Linked DNA regions of Mus musculus: all the other regions are linked to region 1. A link is a contact called in public Hi-C data. All regions are on one chromosome and are shown on one strand. Each heading gives the region's core, a stretch centred on a gene start, on an enhancer-like site or on the middle of the called end of the contact. The rest is flanking DNA. Distances are from core to core; before and after follow the strand shown.

What was found. Hi-C and Micro-C count contacts between places; a contact is called where the count stands out from the background.
Region 2: a Hi-C map of muscle stem cells shows a contact between it and region 1, with 1.7 times the contacts expected there. The contact joins two enhancer-like sites. A contact is called at or near these places in 9 of 484 Hi-C or Micro-C datasets (liver, mammary gland, muscle stem cells and 2 more) and 7 of 115 datasets of contacts at active chromatin or transcription factors (embryonic stem cells, heart atrium, hepatocytes and 3 more).
Region 3: a contact with region 1 is called in a Hi-C map of cerebellar granule neurons, with 3 times the contacts expected there. The contact joins two enhancer-like sites. A contact is called at or near these places in 1 of 39 promoter capture datasets (embryonic stem cells) and 3 of 484 Hi-C or Micro-C datasets (the C2C12 cell line, cerebellar granule neurons and cerebellum).

What each region holds. Positions count from the first base shown.
Region 1 is chr4:82,535,695-82,538,824 of GRCm38.p6, forward strand. All of the region lies in intron 1 of Gm11266 (predicted gene 11266), which reads left to right. Among named protein-coding and RNA genes, the nearest start is that of Gm11266, 29 kb to the left of the region's middle. Within about 2 kb of position 1,702, at least 60 of the 459 cell types and tissues checked have an H3K27ac peak or open chromatin away from gene starts, as enhancers often do. A contact at or near this core is called in cerebellar granule neurons, cerebellum and muscle stem cells, where this site is marked.
Region 2 is chr4:82,323,516-82,326,645 of GRCm38.p6, forward strand. Nfib (nuclear factor I/B) reads right to left here. Exons shown (of 12, transcript NM_001113209.2): 9 at 30-195. Among named protein-coding and RNA genes, the nearest start is that of Nfib, 180 kb to the right of the region's middle. Within about 2 kb of position 1,661, at least 10 of the 459 cell types and tissues checked have an H3K27ac peak or open chromatin away from gene starts, as enhancers often do. A contact at or near this core is called in muscle stem cells, where this site is marked.
Region 3 is chr4:82,702,988-82,706,117 of GRCm38.p6, forward strand. No RefSeq gene overlaps it. Among named protein-coding and RNA genes, the nearest start is that of Gm11269, 13 kb to the left of the region's middle. Within about 2 kb of position 1,609, at least 40 of the 459 cell types and tissues checked have an H3K27ac peak or open chromatin away from gene starts, as enhancers often do. A contact at or near this core is called in cerebellar granule neurons and cerebellum, where this site is marked.

The DNA.
Region 1 (3,130 bases), core at 452-2,951:
ATGTCTGCCTTGTGCATAGCTCCGAGCTCTGTGTGTGTGTGTGTGTGTGTAAAAAAGTGGGGTACCCCAGGAAGATGAAGCTAGGCCAGGGAGCTAGTCAGGGATTTCCCAGGTCTCCATGGAGGGACAACATGCCCTGCTCCAAGAGTCTATCTTCCAAGCTCCTGACTGGAAAACTGGGAAGCTGTACTCCAGGCTCAGCAGGGTGGAACCTTAAACAAAATTAAAGCAAGGCAAAATAAATTTGAAACCCAACCTACAAGTCCAAGGGTCCCTGCTATAAGCGAGATGGGGGTGGAGAGGGCAGAATGCAAGGGCCTCACAGAGGGGCCAGCGAAGAAAAGAACTTCCTAGACAGCCAGAACCAGTCTGTGCCTTTCAGAGACTCCTGCTCTTCTGCCGGCAAGGTTTGGACTGGGGAAAGGTGAAGGTGGCTGGTGGGTGAGAGGAGAATAGGAGAAGGGGGTAAGGGTGGCTACTTTACTCTCCCTGTCAGAGCTAGCTGAGGCCAACTTTAAGGGGTCAAGGTACCAGAAAACTGCAAGTTTAGATAGCTTGTCCAGTGACAGAGGCTTTGAATTTGCCACAGTCTCTAGATAGGATGTGAAGCTGGGAAGAAGGGAGAGAGAGATTTTTTGGAACACTGGAAACAGGGCCAGACCTTGATACCCTTAAAAATCAAAGAGCCCAAGGTCACATCTGCCCACAGCTCTTGACGTAGGGGCTGGTGACAGTGGGGAGCCTGAACTGGTTCCTAAAGAGAGAGGTAGGGTAAGACCAGGATTCCTGGCTGAGATGGCAAAAGGTACCACTAAGCAAGGGCTCAGAGAAGGAGCAGGGGAAAGCCTGTCTCCCAAGACAGTTTTAGATCGTCCCTCCCGAGGGGCCCAGTCCCCGGTCTCCTCCACCCTTCGAGGGTGGCACACGCGGGAATCTTTGGGCCATTGCTAGCGGTTTCCTGACTTTGCGTCGGGTCATTGCGCACCACGTGCATCAATGGCCCCAGGGGAAGAATTTCGGCTAGCACTCCCTGGAGAAGAGGACTATGCTGGCCCCAGATTGTACAAGCGGGCCACCAACTTCTCCCTGAGCTTCCATAAGGAGTCATGAATCGCAGTGCACGCGAGGCTCGCGGGTTCCATGCTCGCCCTGGCACATCGCTCTCCCTCACTGTTCAGCGCACCAACAGAACCGGGACTGCAATTCTGTTCCAAGCCAGCGCAGCTCACCCTCCTTGTCCAAGGCTAGGGCATTTTGAGGAAGGATCTTCCCAAAGGAACCCATCTCTCTAAAGCGGGAGTAGGGTTCTTTAGTAACTCTCTGGGGGTGGGAGGTAAATCAAATTGCCTGTGGGCTTGCAGCTGGAAGCCAGCTATTTAGGCTCGCTGAGCCTCGTTCCTAACGGATCAGCTCTTTCGATGTTTGGGGATAAGTTGAAGACTGAAGAGAAAACATGATTATCTTAAGTAACTCGCACATCGCCGTTTTCGTCCCCGACTAAAAGTCTGTGTCTTGGGCCAGTTTCGCGATGCCCACGCAAGGCCCAGACTTTAATATTTAAACCAGGCCAGGTGAAACTACCTGTTGGGGTACACTGCAGTCTATAAATCTGATCCTCCTCTCCTTACACAGTTTTGGGGAGAGCTGGAACTGTTCTGGGGGTGTTCAGAGAAGGGACTTCAGCCGAAGGGCGAGCGGCAGTAGTAACAGAGTCTGGCGATGCCCGGGAACTGCACTAGCTCCTCGGCCTCGGTCTGCAGAAGCTAAAGACAGCCCCATGCAGCCGAATCTCGGCGCGATTCTCTATGATTCACTATGAAGCAGTGTGGAAGATTCTTGAGACCAGAGCGCGAGGGGACTCTCAAAAACAAAGAGCCGGGGGCAACTTGCTATGCTCCCGCCCCCCACGGTACACTCCAACCCTTAACGTTTCTCCCTATGCGGAAATTCACTCAACTTCTCCGAGGAGCAGGCGACGGATGCTCTCCTGCCACAGCCTGGGGGCTACCGGCAGCTTCTAGGCCACTTTGCTGGAAGAAAGTCATTGCCTCAAGGAGCAGACACACATTCTTAATCCAGCAGCCGCCGAAGAGCAGTTCACTTACCAGGACCTGATGAGCCCGTGGGGAGGATTTTTAGAAGCTGGGGACAGGCAGGCTCATGTGTCCTAGAACCTGTGGGAAAGACCATTGGGACTGAAGTTTCACTTGGAAAGTGCTGGGCGCAGCCCGGCTCTGGCGCACATTTTCCAGGCTTCCAGGCAGCCAAACTGCGGGAAGCTGCTGGAGGCACCTGGGGCTCAGGCTTTTCCATTGAGAGTTTCTGATGCGGGTTGCTAGTTGTTTATTTTTGTTTTTGTTTGTATGTGTGTGGCTTTTTTTTTTTTTTGGCAGCGAACCCCACTGAGCTTGGGGAGCACCAATATTTGGAATTGCCGTACCAAGGGTCTCATCAGAGGATCAGAGGAGATAAGCAACTTGGGGAACGCGGCGCATTTAGTTTTCTAAGGCCATGCGTTTTTTTATCCCCCACGGTCACTATTTATTTGGCTGCAAACGAAATGGGAATAGATATTAGGAAACTGGGGGGAAGAAAGCGGATAAGCCTTAAATTGTTGAGAGCGCTCCTTTTTACAGTGAAGACTATAGGACTACGTGGAATGGAGAGAAATTATTAGTGAGACTTCATCGCACAGGAATGGTGGAGGAGATTGAGCCACGGAACTAGAAGATGTCTCCGATCTGTTTTGCGCACCGCAGGTTCCCCACCCGCAGTTAATCATCCTGGCAATATTCGCTTGATCTGCCCGCAAGTAGCTTGTCTCCCCGTCCTTCCTGACACTTCCCTTCTCTGTTTACATCTTTCCATGCTGGGTCACCAGCCAGAGTTTTGGGCTTCCCGGACCTCTCGGGTGCCTTGGCAAAAACTCTTACAAACTTTTCGAGCGCACACTTGCGGGTGGGCTCTCTCCAAGCGGGTCTCTGGACTGCCAAGAGACCCTCTTCAGCCGAGAAGCCTGGAATAATTTTCAGCGCTCCGCTCCGAAGCCCCTGCTTTATTTCAGTTCAATGGGGGTGGGGAGGGGGCTCACAGACACAAGGATAATAAACAATGCTGCTTACTGAAGATA
Region 2 (3,130 bases), core at 411-2,910, 210 kb before region 1:
CATTTCTCATTTCCTACAGAAATACTTACTGGTTGCTGTAGGTGAAGCTGCCTCACCTTCAGTGGATGTAGTGATGGGTTTAGTATCTGTCATGGTCAGGGTCACAGGTCGCACTGCACTGGGATGGGGAGAGGGTGCCAAGACAGGTGTGAAATGGCCAGGCACTTTCCCTACTACTTGACCACTGCTGTTAGGCTACAAAACAAAAACAGAACGCCGGGTGAAGCAATCCAAAAGACAGTCATCCTGTCCAGCAACTCCTCTCAGTATACACTCGGGGATTCTGCACAGGGTAGAGAGTCGCCATACAGGCCCTCTCAGGCCTGCGCTGGGAGCTGATCAATGTTTAATAGTAAGCAGCAGCACACACAGTACTTAAAGAAGGGTTTGATCATCGTTGCACTTTGCACAGGTGACTTCCTCTTTACAGCACCCCTAAGAGTCCAGTTGACCTGACCCTCTCATGTAGTAGGCTGGAAAACACACACGGAGCCTGGTGCTGAGGTAAAGCTACAGTGGAATTCCTTACTGAATTCTCTGCAGTAAGAACCCAGCAATCCAACGTTCTGCTCCTCCTTCTCGGTTTCCCTCTTGGTACAATGTTCTCCTACTGAACGATGGACAATAAGGGACACAAGAACGTCAAGAAATAGGAAACATGTCCAACACTATGTAGTTTCCATCACGTACAGTCATTTCCTATGCATGTAAAAATTCCAGCTTCCTCTCTCTTGCACACAGGTATTACAGGACATATATTTCAGGTAATTTAGACTCCAAGGTGTCCAGTCTACTTTCAATGATTTGCTGATGCAAGCAAACAGAATGAAATTTAAAGCATCTAAGATTTCAGTTGCAAACTCAGTTATAAAATGTGAAAGTAAGTCAGGCATTATGCTTCAGAATAAAATATCCTCAAAGGAATGTCTCTGATGTCCCAAAGTGGACACAAGGAGCATCGAATGCACACTGCCCTTTGTGGCTCACTTTGCTGGGCACGAAGAGTTACATAGACATTGGTGGGAATTAATGAAGAAAATGCTCTCTCCAGTTTCACAATTTAAATACATGATTACTTGAATTTTAACCACTCAATAATTTTTTTTTGGTAGGAGACAAAAACATTGATTTTGGGTACATTAGAAAGCCTGGAATATATTATTCCAGGTAGAGAGTGCCAGTGTTATTTATACTCACACTTCACTGCATGGTCTTTCTAACAATTTCCTGGCGCGTATTCTCCCCAAGTGTATGTTCTTTATAATCCCAACTTTGCAAAATAAAGAAATCAACGAAACACGACATGTCTAAATATCAACATAAACACCATAACTGACTATTTCTTTAGAGAAAGATAGATAATAGCGCTTGAATATATTGACTTAGAGGTATGGATTGAGTTTGGGCAGGTTACAGAGGGGTTACTTCTTCCTTTTTATTTTTAAAAATTAACTCTGAATATCCTGACAATTCATCATGGGCACTCTTAAGTATTTAACTTTATGTTGGGAAAATAAACTGGAGTTTTTCTCTGTGGAAACCTATGGGAGAATTATATCTTGTTCAAAATATTCCACTGAATAGCATGACTGTCTAACTATAATTGGTGCAGCACTAATGGAATTAATCTCCAGATGGCTGTTGGGAGGAGAAGGCATCTCCTTGCGTAAGAGTCCAGATCAGCATGGCCCTGAAAAGCAGCAGCTGACGACAGGGTTTGAGAACTGTTGCTCACACTGCATTTCCAGCATTGGAAAGGGGCAGAGCAACAGTCTTACCCCGAAACACAAATCAACTGGCTTTAAGTTTAAAATTAACCATCAAAATGGGTATAACATTCTTTTAAAAAAAAATTCTGCCATTCACTATAAAGACCCATTTTTGTGACAAGATCAACTTCTGGCTATGGGAAGATTATAAAAATTATAAATGACTGCTTTGTGTATGTCCTTGGAAAGAAGAAAGCTCTCTCTCTCTCTCTCTCTCTCTCTCTCTCTCTCTCTCACTCTCTCTCTCTCTCTCTCTCCCTCTCCCTCTCCCTCTCCCTCTCCCTCTGTCTGTCCCTCTCTCTCTTGCACGAGTGATGCAATCAACTGCAAAAGTGTTTCTGCATGTTGTTCACCAAAACAGTCCATACCTACCTGAAACAGAAGTCAAATAGCTAGAATCTCAACACACGCCATCACTGATGCTAAGTTTGTGCAGGGTACACTCTGTCTACAGGAACAGACAGGTGCTCTCCCATCCAAAAGTAAGAAAAGGGACAAAGAGTGCCTAAGCCCATGCAGTCGTCTCTAAAACACCAGGGTCAAAGGACCTTCCACTCTTCAGGTTCACACCCATTTAAACCTGTGAAGCTACAATCTGAAGATGGACAGCACCAGCAGTGGGCTAGCCTAGTTATCGTCTCTCCCAGTATATCAAACTCTCACGGGTTTTCTTCTAACTGTTGGCTTCCAACAGAGAGGGGGGCAGGATGCTCTCCTAGAAGCTGCATCTTTACTTTGAAAACATAGAGGAAAAAAACTGAGACAAAAGAGGCAGATTATCACCTAATATGCACTCTTAACTTATACAGAAATCGAAATATATGTAAAACAAGTACTGAATAATTAAAGAAATGCGTAACACTAAGGGCCTGATTTTAATTTGCATAATTTTCCCCCTAACAGTGCCTAATTAAGACATCAGTTTAAGAAAAAAAAAATCCAATGGAACTCTAAGATTTTCCACACTGAATTAACGTTAAGGACTTTTAATGGATGTCTTAATTAGACTTTGTTATTCATGGAAATTCTAAACAAATTAAAATCAGACCTTGTGTGCACTGTTCCCAGCTGAGTCTAGCAAAATACACTATGAAACAGACTTTTGAATCCATACTCTGGGAGCAAATTTCGTTTCTAAACTGGCATCCCAAGGTCTTCCCCCACTTCCTTAATTGTCTGCAGTCTCATCATCAGTACGTCATGTGGACTTTTTTTAAAGGCACAAATACATGTGTTTAACTCCAAAATGTTAATATTTGATTTTATAATTAATTAGTAAAACTAAAAGCAAAGGTAACTTTCTAAGCCACACAAGGGGTGCAGTATTTTATGTTTAAAATCAAAGCATCCAGAAAGGATCA
Region 3 (3,130 bases), core at 359-2,858, 170 kb after region 1:
TGTCACACAAAAAGAGAACCTAAGTGGAGCAGACAATGAGTCAGGAAGCAACTGGCGGGCTACGTTGACACTGCAGCTCTGGAATTTAGGCTTTGGTTACTAAAATTTCATTTGATTAAGCCGAACAAGGATACAATATCCTTTCTTATACAAAACCCTGAAGTAATTATAACAACGAAATGATTCGGTTTCATGGTAAGAGGAGAGTCATGGTAAAAGAGATTTTAAGAACTTTAAAGAACCATTAAAAATATTTCTTAAACCTTACAAAAACAGGGCACTGACACTCGGCTGGCCCTGGTGTGCTTCCTGTTTCTTCAAGGGCTTTACTAAAGATAAGCAATAACATAGCTTGATTAATCAGGTGTCCGGCAAAGCACCTGTCACCCCAAGTTTCTGATGACATATTAAATAGTAATCTCTTAAACACTTCGGTCCCAAATTGACAAGAGTCCATAAAACCGAATCATCCTAAGAACACACCATACATGTGACATAATTAAGTCTAAATATAAAAATGACTTGTGCAAATATTTTCAACTTGCTATTTTATCTTTAAACACGTCCTTGTCCATCATCTGCATCTTCTTAGACAACACAATAACATAACTAAAAAGTAAATAAACAACCATCTGTCCACTCTTTAAATCAAGTATTTATAACGTACTTCTCATGGGACACTGAGTCTGTGGAGCAAGATGACGGCATTTAAGGGCACATCAGCGACCAGCTTGCTGTGCTCACACCAATAGGTTTTCAAGTAAAATTTCTTAGCACAAACTTTAACTTTTTCCCCCAACAGTAAATGCCTTGCTTAGTGAAAATATTAATTTTAATGCCCAGTTCTTAGACTATGTTAATATGAGTTTCAGGAGGCAGGGTCACTGATAAATGTCACTTCAAAGCCTTAGTGTGGGCATGTGTAACAAGTCTTTTACACAAGCTTTTTGCAACACTGGAAAGGAGTTAGATCAGATGCACAACATACTCTAATGAGAATAAAAGGGGTGAGAGGGAGGGGGAAGGGGCATATAGAGACAGAGATCAGACTTTTCCTTTGACACAGAGAACTCAAAACAGCAACAAGTAGCAGCGGGGAGTTCAAGTAGCAGTGGAATTCTGGGGCTCCCACATCTCACACTAAGAAGAAAGTGTGCAGAGAAGGAAGACAGCAGGCAGTGAGGTGGGGACCCTCGGGAGCCCACAGGCACTGTACCCACCTTCTAGAAACTTTAACACATTAATAAGAACCCCTCTTGCCCAGCAATGCCAGAAGCCAGGGCTCCTCGGAAGGAGCTGCCTTCTGTCCGAGGACTGCAGATGGACTGACCGCCAGGGCAGCCATATCCCTCCCCACCTAGGAGAAAATGCCCACAGTCTCCCGATGTACTTATTGTGAAAATGGGCTGCGTTGTAAGCACAACAGCTGTGGAAGCAGTTGAGCCACCGCTATCTAGGCACAAACGCAAGGGTCAGAATTGATGGAGAGCAAAAGAAAAAAGTGACAAAAGAAAAAAAATTGCCCAGATAAATTAGTCAATGACAAAGTTGATAGTCGCATGAAAAGCTGGCTAGGGAAGATTTCCCCATTCGTGTCACGGCGACAGCATACAAGAGACCATTGTCCACACACGGGACCCAGCATATTGAAAGTTATCACGTAGCCGCTCTATAATGGGAAGAGGTTTTCTTCCCCCAAACTCCTGATGGAAGAAAGCTAAAACTTGTCTGCTCCTGATACTACTTTTAAAGTTGATTTCGGGGTTCACCCGTGCTCCGTGCTTCTTTTCTCTCCTCCCCACATTTGCAGCTGGACAAATATGAAAGTGGGGGGGGGAGACAGTAACAACAAACCCACACACATTTGCCTGAGCAAAGAAAAATAATGAACTGAATATGCATATCCTCATTAACTAAATTTAATTACGCTGAGTGGCATAGTAATCAGTGGTCGCTCCGGTTACAGTATTCACTGAAAGGGAGGTGGATTCCAAATTAAGGCAAAGCATGGGGGACAGTCGCATACTGATGAGGGAGCTGCACACAACGTGCCACAATACACCGTCTAAATCATTATTCGAGACACCGAAGAAAGAAGTACATTGCTGTGTTCTAAGACCAGTGCAGGAACAATTAGGCAGGACGGCTCCAGTCCCCTACAGCCCGACCGCCCGCCCCGGGTCTCCACGAAGTTCACAGCAGCCAGCCTGTCTGTGGTCCACCAGGATATTTGCATTTTTTCTTTATTTATTCTGTTTTCCTTTTTTCTCTCCTAGAAGTGAACAAAAACTCACCCTGCCTTTTCAGAGAGAAGGCCTATGCCCCTGGCCACAATAGTGGGAAGTCCTATCTAGCTCACTGGTGTGCAGAGCGCTCCAGGTTCCCACAACTAGAGCTTGAACTTGCAGCCGGCAGGCAGCAAACTTTTACAACACGTGCACAGAACAACAAAGGAGGCGCTCAGAGGGAAGAAGGGAGGGGGGCATTTGGAGGGAGGATGGAAAAGGGGTTATCATGCCAAACTTACCATCCACCAGGTCCTGGCTGACATGTCATAGCAAAGCTGCCATTTGATGGAGCTGTCCGACGTTTTCCCAGCCATCCTGCTGTCAGCGACCTTCATCAGAGGCAGCTCAATGGGAGATAAGAGACCTAGTCGAGGAAACATCAGCGGTGGCTTGCTGGACTACATGTAGGCCAATCCTTATCACACTGCATCATGGGAAAAGCTCCTTCATTAGCAGGAGGAACTGCAACCTCACAGATAGAAGGACAAGGATCAGTTCTTTTGCCTCTTTTTTTTTTTTTCCTGGTCTAAAGGGATTGGTGAAAGTAGCTAGCGTTCTTTGTGTATCATGTGTACAAGAGTGAAGTAGCTTGCAAGTGGGCGGCTAACTGCCTTGCTGGGCGATGCAGACTAAAGTTTATTTGCATTCTTCTCTGTTGTATATTGTTTGACATGGTCCATGGTCCTTGCTGAGCAGATGAAGAGAGGGGAGGGGTAGGAGGGAGGGGAGAAGGGAAAGGGAGCTGTAATTGCTCAGAATTAATATCTCCCCCAACAAAGACATAACAGTTTCATTGACATAGTCGGAACACGGTTCATATGTCACTGCACACAAGCATGAAG